2 separate regions of the Mus musculus genome follow, and region 1 is linked to region 2. Evidence: chromatin contacts called from public Hi-C data. All regions are on one chromosome and are shown on one strand. Each heading gives the region's core, a stretch centred on a gene start, on an enhancer-like site or on the middle of the called end of the contact. The rest is flanking DNA. Distances are from core to core; before and after follow the strand shown. Region 1 has its middle 120 kb from the start of Gm44689. Region 2 has its middle 19 kb from the start of Gm39032.

The links. Hi-C and Micro-C count contacts between places; a contact is called where the count stands out from the background.
Region 1: a Hi-C map of uterus shows a contact between it and region 2, with 5 times the contacts expected there. The contact joins two enhancer-like sites. A contact is called at or near these places in 5 of 484 Hi-C or Micro-C datasets (nephron progenitors and uterus).

The regions. Positions count from the first base shown.
Region 1 is chr7:71,582,580-71,587,959 of GRCm38.p6, forward strand. No RefSeq gene overlaps it. Among named protein-coding and RNA genes, the nearest start is that of Gm44689, 120 kb to the right of the region's middle. Within about 2 kb of position 1,327, at least 11 of the 459 cell types and tissues checked have an H3K27ac peak or open chromatin away from gene starts, as enhancers often do. A contact at or near this core is called in uterus, where this site is marked.
Region 2 is chr7:70,818,714-70,823,873 of GRCm38.p6, forward strand. No RefSeq gene overlaps it. Among named protein-coding and RNA genes, the nearest start is that of Gm39032, 19 kb to the left of the region's middle. Within about 2 kb of position 3,733, at least 40 of the 459 cell types and tissues checked have an H3K27ac peak or open chromatin away from gene starts, as enhancers often do. A contact at or near this core is called in uterus, where this site is marked.

The DNA.
Region 1 (5,380 bases), core at 77-2,576, 760 kb after region 2:
CCCATTTAAAATCAAATACATTATTTTTGAAACTTCCCTTCTATGATTGAATTTGTAGAAATTCTGGCATGTTCTAGTTCAATCTTTTACGTTGTGTTCTCTACATTGGCATATGGAATCTCTGGGTGATTTTTTTCAATTATCAAGCAAGTAATCCATTACAACCCATCTTCACCCATCAGTTTGCAAGGACTCCCTTCTTCCCATTGTAGCATGGCTACTCCTCTTCAGGAATACAGTGTCTATTATTCTTTCTTCAATCGTTGCCAAACTGACACAGCTGTGAGCATCTTTGACCTGCCACTCTCTTTCCTAATTATCTCTAACCTGTCATAAGTTTGGCTTCTTAGAGACATTTCCTTAATATCAGTCTCTTCAAGTGTATTTTTCTGTGCTTGTTTATGTATCCTCACCATTGGGTAAATAATTTCTCAACTGAACTTCCTCTCATGTTGAACTGACATTTTCTTGTACTCAGTCTAGTGGCTTCTTGATAATAAAGTCTGTGCTTCTTATCTCCCATAGCTAGCCTCACCTGACCTCCCCATGCCCAGCTTCTCCGGGTTCCAATTTGACCATGTAATTTTTATGAAAGCCTTTCTTCATAGGGCTGTAAAAGACAGTCTTCCTTCCTCAGATAATTACCCCGGTGTCTATCCTTTCCTTAATCTACCCATACTTCCCTTAGTCATGTTTATCCAACTATAGACTCAGTCGCCAGACAATGGCTCAACCCCAAACACCATTATTATTGTATTCTGTGTCCTCCTGGACCAGTGCCCACTCCATTCTATATTCATCCTTTCATATTCTAGGTTTCTCTCGTTAAACTCTAACTCCCTAAGCAAAGGAATGCCTTAGTCTTCTTCATGTTTCTAGTACCACATATTTGACTTTGAAGGCTATGAGTAAAGATTGAATTAAAACCTGGACAAAAAAGTGAATAAACATAATAATGAATTTACTCATTGATGAGCAAAATATTCTGTGCTCCTCTTAATGTTGGCCTTGGCATAAGAAAACAGTTTCCCAAAAGAACATTCTGTCCTTCAAACTCTACTGAGTGTATTTGTACTGAACTACTTTCTAAACCTCCTCTGTGTTAAAACAAAACAAAATGACCAGTCCTATTGGATGCTTTGAACTTCAATTAAATAGCAGCTTCCTCTACTGGTGGCAGTCTAAGTTTGAACCACGTAATCAACTACAATGGCTCATCTCTGCATCTAGTTGGCAAGAACTCAAGTAGAGTGATAGAGATCAGGCTGCCTGATGGCTATAACAGGGCCAAAGCAGAGGTCAGGGCTGGGTCTCTGGCTACACTAACAAACCATTCCCATCCCCACCCAAGGACAAATGCAGCTGGGATTTTATAGCCCAGAAGCTTATGCAGTTCCTCCTTCCAACAAGTCTTTAAAAATGCTGATCTGGAAGGCTGAAGCAACCCACTTGAGACTCATTCTCAGTATGGCAGAAGTTCTGAACCCCAGACTGCAAAAACTCAGGAAGCAGCTGGGTTCCTAATTAAAACAAATCGTTAATAGATTTAGCAGTCCAAATTTATGCTTTTCAATTAAAAATACTATTACAGTTGGTATATCTGTGTAAGAGAGAATGTGTTTGGGTGTGTGCATGAATGCCCTATGTGTGTGTGTGTGTGTGTGTGTGTGTGTGTGTGTGTGTGTGTGTGTGTATGTGTGTGTGTGTTATAGTCAGAAGAAAGCAACCCTATACTGTGAGACAGGGGTACTCCAGAGTTTGAGACTGTTACAGTGACTAGGTCAAAGCCAAGATGCCTAGGTTAATTGAATCAATTCATCATAGTTTTGGTAGCTTCCTTGATTCTCCTTACACATTTCAAAAGCAGCTATGTCTGAGGGAGAAAAAAAAAAAAAGAAATTTCCCATCATAATTCTCTAAAGGAGACTTTTAGTGCTCCATTGAAATGTTAGATACCTTTTGAGAGTGTGTTGTTTTTCAGCTTAAGGGAAGAAGGTGCTTTGAAGTGTTTGGTTTTTCCTTTAGTCCATCCAGAAAATCAGTAGGAAACTCAGCTTAGTGCTCGCTTATATGTGCATATAAACAGGATGCCCTGTCTCTGGGTGAACAAGCCAACTTTTATCAATGAGATGGGCATTCTTACCTTGACCACAGGTTATCAGAAAATGGAGGAAGCCATAATTTATGGTGTCCATAAACAGAGCAATTCACTCCCCACTCCCTGGAGGAGGGGGTTCATCTGTCTTCATTTGATCTGTCACTGCTCTTCCTTGGTTACATAGCTTACAAGGCACAGGGTGCTCGGACCGGAGATAAAGTCTCAGAGCTCAGCTGGTGGCATAACTGCGTTTCAGTCTAGATGTGGGTCCATCTTCAACTCAAGGTGCCCTTAGTTATATTTGCATCGTTACAATCTATTCGTGTTAAGTGGATGCATGTGATCTTAGGCAAGGAAATGATTAGAACTTCATCATTTTGTCTATAGTGTTGGAAAAACAGCCCTGAATCAGGCAGAGGGAGTTTTCTTTCTTTCCCTGTCTGGATAATTGCTTCTCATTCTGAAATGCAAAATTTTAAAAAGTTTAAAGAAGCAAACAGCCAGATCAGGCCAAACTTAGCTACTGCAGAGACCTGTGGCCCAGGCATTTGGACACAGTTCATTCCATAGTGGTATGAAGGTTCCAATTCCAGTGTTGTTGTCACTTCCTCAGCTGTTTCTGGACACAGGCTTGGGATTTCATAGATGAGGACCAGCCAGTGTGACTCGCAAGACAAGGACTACTTATGGTAAGGCAAGGGAACACTGAAAGAAGATAAATGGTTCAATAAAAGCTATCCATAATCCTGAAGAGATAGTTTTTAAAAGAAGAAGAAAATGATCACATCTTGGTTCTGGAGATGGTCTTGACACTCAGCTACATCAACTGGTTCGTTTCTAGATGAAGGATTCTGGCCAACCATAAGTTGACATATGTTTATGACCTTTGGAGATGATTCTGGCTGGAAACCCAGTTGACCTCTGTGGCTTTCCCAGATGAAACAGTGAACTGTATTTCCTCCATTAGAAAACAGCAGCAGAGAGATAGTGCACAGGACACCAAAGCCAACTGAAAGTTGAGTCCTGTGCACGGAAGGCATGCTTCAAGGTTCTTTCATACGCCATAGCCTACCCATTCCTAAAATAAGTTCTGCATATACACCAACTCCCATTTACATTTACCCAGCCAGGGAAGACATTAAGGTAGCTGCCCCTACATCAAGAGCCCTATCTGGGACTTTCTTTGGCCACTTCTATACTCACTCTCCTTGTGTTCTCAGGATCTCCTTAATTTTAACTCTTATATTTATGATGTATGTTGGGTTTGCTCATTTTTATTAAAAAAGAATGATACTAAGACACCTTTCTTAGGTTAGAATTAAGACCTTTGGGCTCCTTGCCTTGAATTCGTTATGGAGCTATAAGAAATTATGAACTTCAGCCATGAAATGCCTGGAGCCAGCTTTTTCAAGTCACAGTCAAAGAATGGCCTCAGTGGGTATTTACTGTGCACTGTGTGTTGAGGTTCCATCTGACCCATCTTTCTGAGGGCTGAGAAAGTGTCCTTCAAGGTGGGCAGAGATATGGTGCTCTACTTTCTGCTATCATACGAATTTGGAGGAAGTGTGTTAGATAGAGATGACTACTACAACGCATTATATGTTTGCCTATGACTCTATTAAAACCTGGAAGGTGATGTGCCAATGATCTTTAGAGCTTGATATAGGTTGACATATTAGGTCACTTATGGAAGATTTCTGTCATTCCACACGCTACAAAACTTCCTTGAACAGCCGGTGAACAGTAAGATGAAGAAACAATAAAAGATGATGTCTTCCTTGCACAGTGTACTGAATGGATTAGAGATAGTGAATATGCCGTGCCCCGATGTTTCCCAGTGTGCACGCTCAACATGCAGGGTCATTCAGCATTATTCATAGTTCCAATCATGGTAGAACAGCCATGGAGCAGCAGCAACTACTTACCTTTCTCAACATGAGCTATATCCAACTCTTTATATCATGGGCTTATTGCTTAAGATAAACAATTCAACTCTCCTATGAAGTATTGGTGTAAAGAGGGCCACTCACTACCCAGAGCAGTGTAGGGGACACATTAGGACAGCTTATATACTTGGGAGAACTGTTGGAGTATGGGATAAAAAAAAAAATGAGTGACCAATTCCACCGGGCTTGCCTTAGTCATTTGAACAGCTCTTTTAGACTCAGAGAAAACCACCTGCAGCTGGGCTCTCATGCTGACTGTAGGGTCATGTGACTCTGGCACATAACTTTTCCTGAGCTCCCTATATCTCACTTCCTGTAAGTGCCTGTCCCTCATGCTTACTTTCAAGGACTTGGCCAATCTCCTTTTGTAAATAGAACAATGCTTTATATTTCGCTATTACTCTGGAGCGACTATATCAATAATGCAGGAAACGCATCTGTCCAGCACAATGAGATTATTTTTCTGATTTTGTTTGACAGTTATGGTAATAGTTTGGCAAACAATCTACTCCACCATCAATGGCCGCAGATTACAGCTGTTTTTTAAAAATCCCAGTGGCTCCTGGAAACTTGCAAGATTGATTGCACACAGAAGGAGGGATAGAAAGACATGCCATGTACCTTTAGGAAAGAAAGATTCTTAACTCTTTCTGTACAGAAAAGCCCCAGGGAATATTAGAGAAAGGACACTGGGTGATCTGTGGGACCATTTTAATAGGACAAAGTGAGAAACAGCAACACAGAGGTACCATTAGGGTAGTCATTGCCAGGTGTGGCAGAGGGCAGAGGAGCCTGAAATATTTAAGAGACACCTGAGGAGTTGTTGTATTTGCTTACAGGGGAGAAAACGGAAAGATATATTATTCTCTGTTGCATTTCAGGGCTGTTGTGTGGCAGCACTGGCTGGTCAGAGTAACACTGAACCAAACTGGAGACTTTCAGAACTTGCTGTATTAAACGAGCAGATGCGTGATGCACGCCATGTTTGTTTTTCAGAGATGGCAAAGAGGAGTTCATTTATGTTTTTCTTTTTTACACCAGAACTTCTGAAGTCTTAGCAAAGAGCACTTCTACTGAAATCTGCACCAGTTCTGAAATGGGCTTGATTTCAGCACACGTTTTTAGCCCTTGGGATTTCTTCTTTCCTTCTGTTTCCTATGAAGCAGAATGCTGACCTTCCTACCGTTCTGTGACCCTGGCCTTTGGCCAGCCATTGTTTTTCAGGAAACAGGAGACAGAATGGTGGCTGTTCAAGTCTCCCAAGGTGCAAGATTTCCTCCCCTCTAAGTTGCAAGGTGAAGCCACTTGGAAGAGCAGTTGTAGTGGGTGGGGGCAA
Region 2 (5,160 bases), core at 2,483-4,982:
TACAAAATTCTGAGAGCTTTCCATGTTCATGGTGTCACATTGCAGGTTCTGATTTTATAATCATCTCTAAAGTACAAAGGAGCAAAGGAAAAAATTCTTGGTCATAAGAGGACATCAATAATTTAGCACATGGTTCTATTCACACAAAAATAAAATTAGCAGCCCACAATTCTCTTAATAATTCAAATAGAATTCTCTACTTTCCCTTAATCAATTGTATGTTTTAAATAAAGTATTTTTATGCCTAAAATGGTCCAGCAATTTCTTTACATGCCCACTCTATGTACACACCAGCAGAGTGTACACATTCAAGTATGTTCTGTAATTAATTTGGAAGGCAAAGGAAAACGTGCCAACATTGAAAGTAGTAAGTCCATTATTGGAACAATCGGAGGCTTGCTTACAAACGTGAGTAAACTATTTTCCCTTCTACTTAAACACTCATATATTGTGTAAATAGAAAAAGAGAGATCCATTTGTAGTAAGTAGGACTTTTTCATCTTGTCTGTTGGGAGACACGGAAGAAGATATATGAAACCACAAATTAGATCAGGGTACCAAATGGTAGCAGGCCACGGGGCTTCAAAAAATACGCTGTCATTCTGGCCCCATTTTTCCTTTACAGTAAGGCCTAGGGAAAAAAAATCACTTTTTGGATAAAATATGATACTATCACTTCTTGTAAGAAAATTTGGCTGAACTGATCCAATTTACAACAAATTAGAATGGGTAGGTCTGGAGTTCTCGAAAGCCTACCTTTTGGTGGTGTAGGGTATGTAAGAAAAATAGTTAGGGAAAGAGAAGGAAATAGTCATATTTTAGAATTCTAGGTTCATTTTCTACCATCTGGTGGTGTGTTTGGAGAAGTCTTATTTGCTCAACAAAGTTGCCTTCTGTCCCCTGTTAACAGGATGCTCATGCTGAAATCTTAAACTTAATCCATGAACAGGTCTGCAACAGATATACTCTGAACTGAAGGTCAAGCTTGGAATGGCAGAGCAGTCACTGAAACTCTAAATATGGTCTAACTTAAAAATCAAGCAACGTGTTCTAAGACTGAATAAAAATAGTGGTTTTTAATTTTTGTTGGTATAAAAATTTCTGTTTGTTTTTGTACCTGATAAACTCTAATTACATTTCTACTTGATTCTTGAATCACACACACATACACACACACAAACATACACACGTATACGTATACACATGCACATATATACACACTACTTAAGTTACTTACAAGTGCATCACTACCTTTTGCTACATTTTTTTCATTTATTACAGAAACAATAATGGCAAGTTAAATAATAACTTTTGCCTCAAACTGGTGGTTCTTAAGTTTTTAATGCTGCGACCCTTTAATACAGTTCCTTAGGTTGTGGTGACCCCAACCATAAATGATTTTGTTGCTACTTCATAAGTGTAATTTTGCTACTTTCATAAATCATAATGTAAGTATCTGATATGCAATCCCAAAGGGGTTGAGACCCACAGGTTGAGAAACACTGCTTTTAATCCAGGGTAAGGCACGTACGTTCATATTACCTAAATGTATGGGTTTCATTGCAGGGAGAGAATCATAAACCTGGTAGATGTTTTCATTCTGACATTAGTTCTGCCCCGTCTTTTCCTCCGTTGTACGATGGTGGCTAGTTTTGCTGGCAGACTGAACTTTGAAAATTCATATAAAACAGAAGTCTGTTTGTGTTTTAGGAGTTCCCCTTTCGTTGTCACAAATGCCCTGCAGATAGACTGACTAGATTCTCAGTTTATCTGCATTCTGAGTCTCACTTAAAGCCTTCCAATTTTATGGATTCTGGAGCAACCCTAGATCGAAAACTATTGACATTCCTAAACTGCAGGCTGAGTATCTGTGTTTCACAAAAAAATGTGAACTCCGAAATGCTCAAAAATCTGAAAAATTTTGAGCATCAACATGACGACATAAATGGAAAATTCTCCCCCGTTCCCGTTCCTCCTTATGTGAAAGACAGACTTGAGAAAATACTATGTAAGATTATTTTCAGAGCATGTGGATATGGTACGCAGGAAACAGAAATTAATTTCATGTTTAGACTTGTACCTCATTGCCAGGGTATCTCTTCATGCATATGTAAATATTTCAAAAAATTTTTTAAAAAAGGCCAAATTACAAGATAATTCCCATTCCAAGTATTTTGTGTAGGGAATACTCAGCCTAAATCAAACACTGAATTTCTCTAATAAGTCCACTGATCTGTCAAAAGCTAGGACTTTTTTTTTTTTAAATCCTTGCTTCTATCCCCTAATGGGACAAGTTAGGTAGAAAACACACTCAAGATTTTCCGGTGTAGTGTCATAGATTGCCCTGTGCTAGATGAAACACTACAGATAGAGTCGAAGGGAAGTGTGAATCTTGTTTTAACATTGAGATCATTTGAAAGACAATGTGAATAATTTAGGCTTGAATTATCTGGTTGGACCCTAGTGCCAATTAAATTAACCGAATAAATTATCCTAGGCTGATAATTTGCAGTGAACAAAGAGACACAGAGAGTTAAGATAAGTACCTGAAGGATTCATTTACAAACTCAGTTAATAATGTTTTCAGTCCTAATTACTCAGTTTGGCTATCTGAGTTGATCTATTTGCTGTGTAATTATATAATTGCTTAATTCTCCAGTCCTGGTTATGGGGAGGATTAAATGAAATAGTATATTGAAGAAATTTAGTAGTGCTTGCTTCGCGTGCAGGCTGGAGCCATCACATCCCATCACTGGCAGGTCAGGTCAGTTGCTTTGGTGATAAAAGCCTGCATCACAGCATCACACAACTTTGTACCGTTTGCCTCCATGCAAGTTACATCCCGAGTTCAAATGATTGGGTCAATGAGAACAGCAGCACCAACTCTTTATAGACACTTGTGTGGGCCAATCTCATCCTCACACCGATCCCTTAAAGATTAGATGGGTAATTCCATAGAAAAGATGCAGAGATTTGGTGGCGTTAACTAGCACACCTGAAGTTGACAGTCCAAGTATTTCTTTTTACTCTTTACAATATGCTGAGCAGCCTTCAGACACAGTGCCCACAGGACAGGGAATATTTTCAACCCAGCAAAAATACATGTGACCATGAGCGGAGATAAATACTGGGCTAAATCTTATTGAATGGCTGGCTTACTTTGTATTTCAGAGACAGCAATGATGCTGTTGCCCCCTGAATATTTCACATTGGCTTAAGTTATTTAACTATTGGGTGAGCAAGTGAGAGCCAGCCCTGTCTACGGAAAGGTGTGCTAGGCTTAGACAAATTAGCTATGCTATACCCTGTGGAGGTCCACTCTCGTCTACAGTCTGTTTGGAGAGGATCCTCAGGTTCCTGGGTGACCATAGGGATGGACAGCAGAAGCCCTATAGAGAATGGAAGAGGAGGGGAAGGCAAGCCAATAAATGGCTTTAGTGTCCTTATCCCACAATAGACTACTAATAGACGGTTCTTTGGTCTAAGTCAGAAAAGTGGGTTTAATTTTCTACGGTCATTCTTGTTCTCTCTGTGCCCTTGATCAAATCCATCATCTCTTACAATCTTGGCTTCATCATCTGCAAAATCAAATCAGCCTGGCCTACCAGGCTTGTTGGAGGGATTGAAGACTGGGGTCTATGCGTAAGTTCTTTGAAACACAAAGTAGAAAAAGCACTGTACAAACGTGAGGATTAGTAGCAGCCGGCCTGTTCCATTTCTGTTGCCAGGCAAATCCTTGGCCACTTGCCCTGACCGCAACATCCCCATGACAGGCATGGAGCATGGCAGAAACCGGAAACAGGCCACTTTCACATTATTTTGAAATTTGTTATGAAATTTTGCCAAAACTTTATAAATACCAGCGAGGGCAACAGGGTGTTGTAGCACATTCTTTCTGCCTCATGAACCATTGTTTTTTGTTCTGGACTCGTAAGTTAAAATGCGCTCAGCTGCAGTTGCCTAGCTGGGTCATCCTGTGAAATGCCTGATATTCAATGCTTGACTCTAGCCAATTATCTTTAGTTCCCCTCTTTTATTAGTGTTAAATCTGAATTACAAGGGGGAAGGGTGGGAGTTGAGTGTGGACAGCGCACTAAACCTTTATGGCAGCGAATTCAGTTGCTCCGTTTTATTATTTTTCTCCCTTTGGCTTCAGTCCTTCGTTGATTTTTTTGACTTCTCCGGAACTCATTCTTCCTTCCCTTCTACCTTCAATATGTTTTCTCAAGCTGAAGACAAACTTTTCTGGTTGGGAAATTTGAAAGGAAAACAGGAGAGAAGGAGGAGAAGGAGGAGGAGGAGGAGGAGGAGGAGGAGGAGGAGGAGGAGGAGGAGGAGGAGGAGGAGGAGGAGGAGGAGGAGGAGAGTTCACAACAACCTTAAACTCGTAGTTAACAAAATAAACTGCAGATAAAACCCCTGAAGGTCTTGGCAGCGAACGTTTCCCACTAAAATGAAACCCCGTGCACTCGTAGTCTGAAACAAATTACGAAGGAGGGGGGGAAAATCAACAGCTCCGGGGTGAAACCGGGGTCGCTGCTGCTTCATCATTTTTAACCAAAAATAAAACAAGCAAATTTTGTTTAACTGCAGGTCAAAATAAAAAAAAATTAAAAAGTCCCTCATCTGTTCGGTGTAATTACTAACAGAGTGCAGCCTTTGCCAGCTGCAGGGTTCACGGATAAATGGAGGGAACTATAATTTTCTCTCCCTGGGGTTAAACCTGCAAACTTGACGTCTGTGCCTATAGCATGCTTTCAATATTCCATAGGAAACCGAGTCAGGACGTTTTGATAGAAGTTTTCTATTTTTTTTTTTGAATGAAATAATTGTTTTGCTTATGAAAAGTTAAATCTCTGGGAAGAAAAGGGCTTCTAGAAATTTGTTCCTCTGATGTCCTCAATCAAGACACTGTCCATACTGTATCATTAACTCTCTTGATCTGTATAATTTTGTCACCGAAGATGGGCAAACTTGGTTACCCTTTGGATGTATGGCACACAGGTCACTTTGTTTCCTAGTACTCTTGTCACAATGTGGCCAGAAAAAGGCTTCTTCCTCCCTAGTCAGGTCCTGTCCTTTGTATTGAAGCCCACATGTTTATTAAGGAAAATGTAAGGCATTTGCACAGGATCCATTTATACTTAACTCATTGACCTC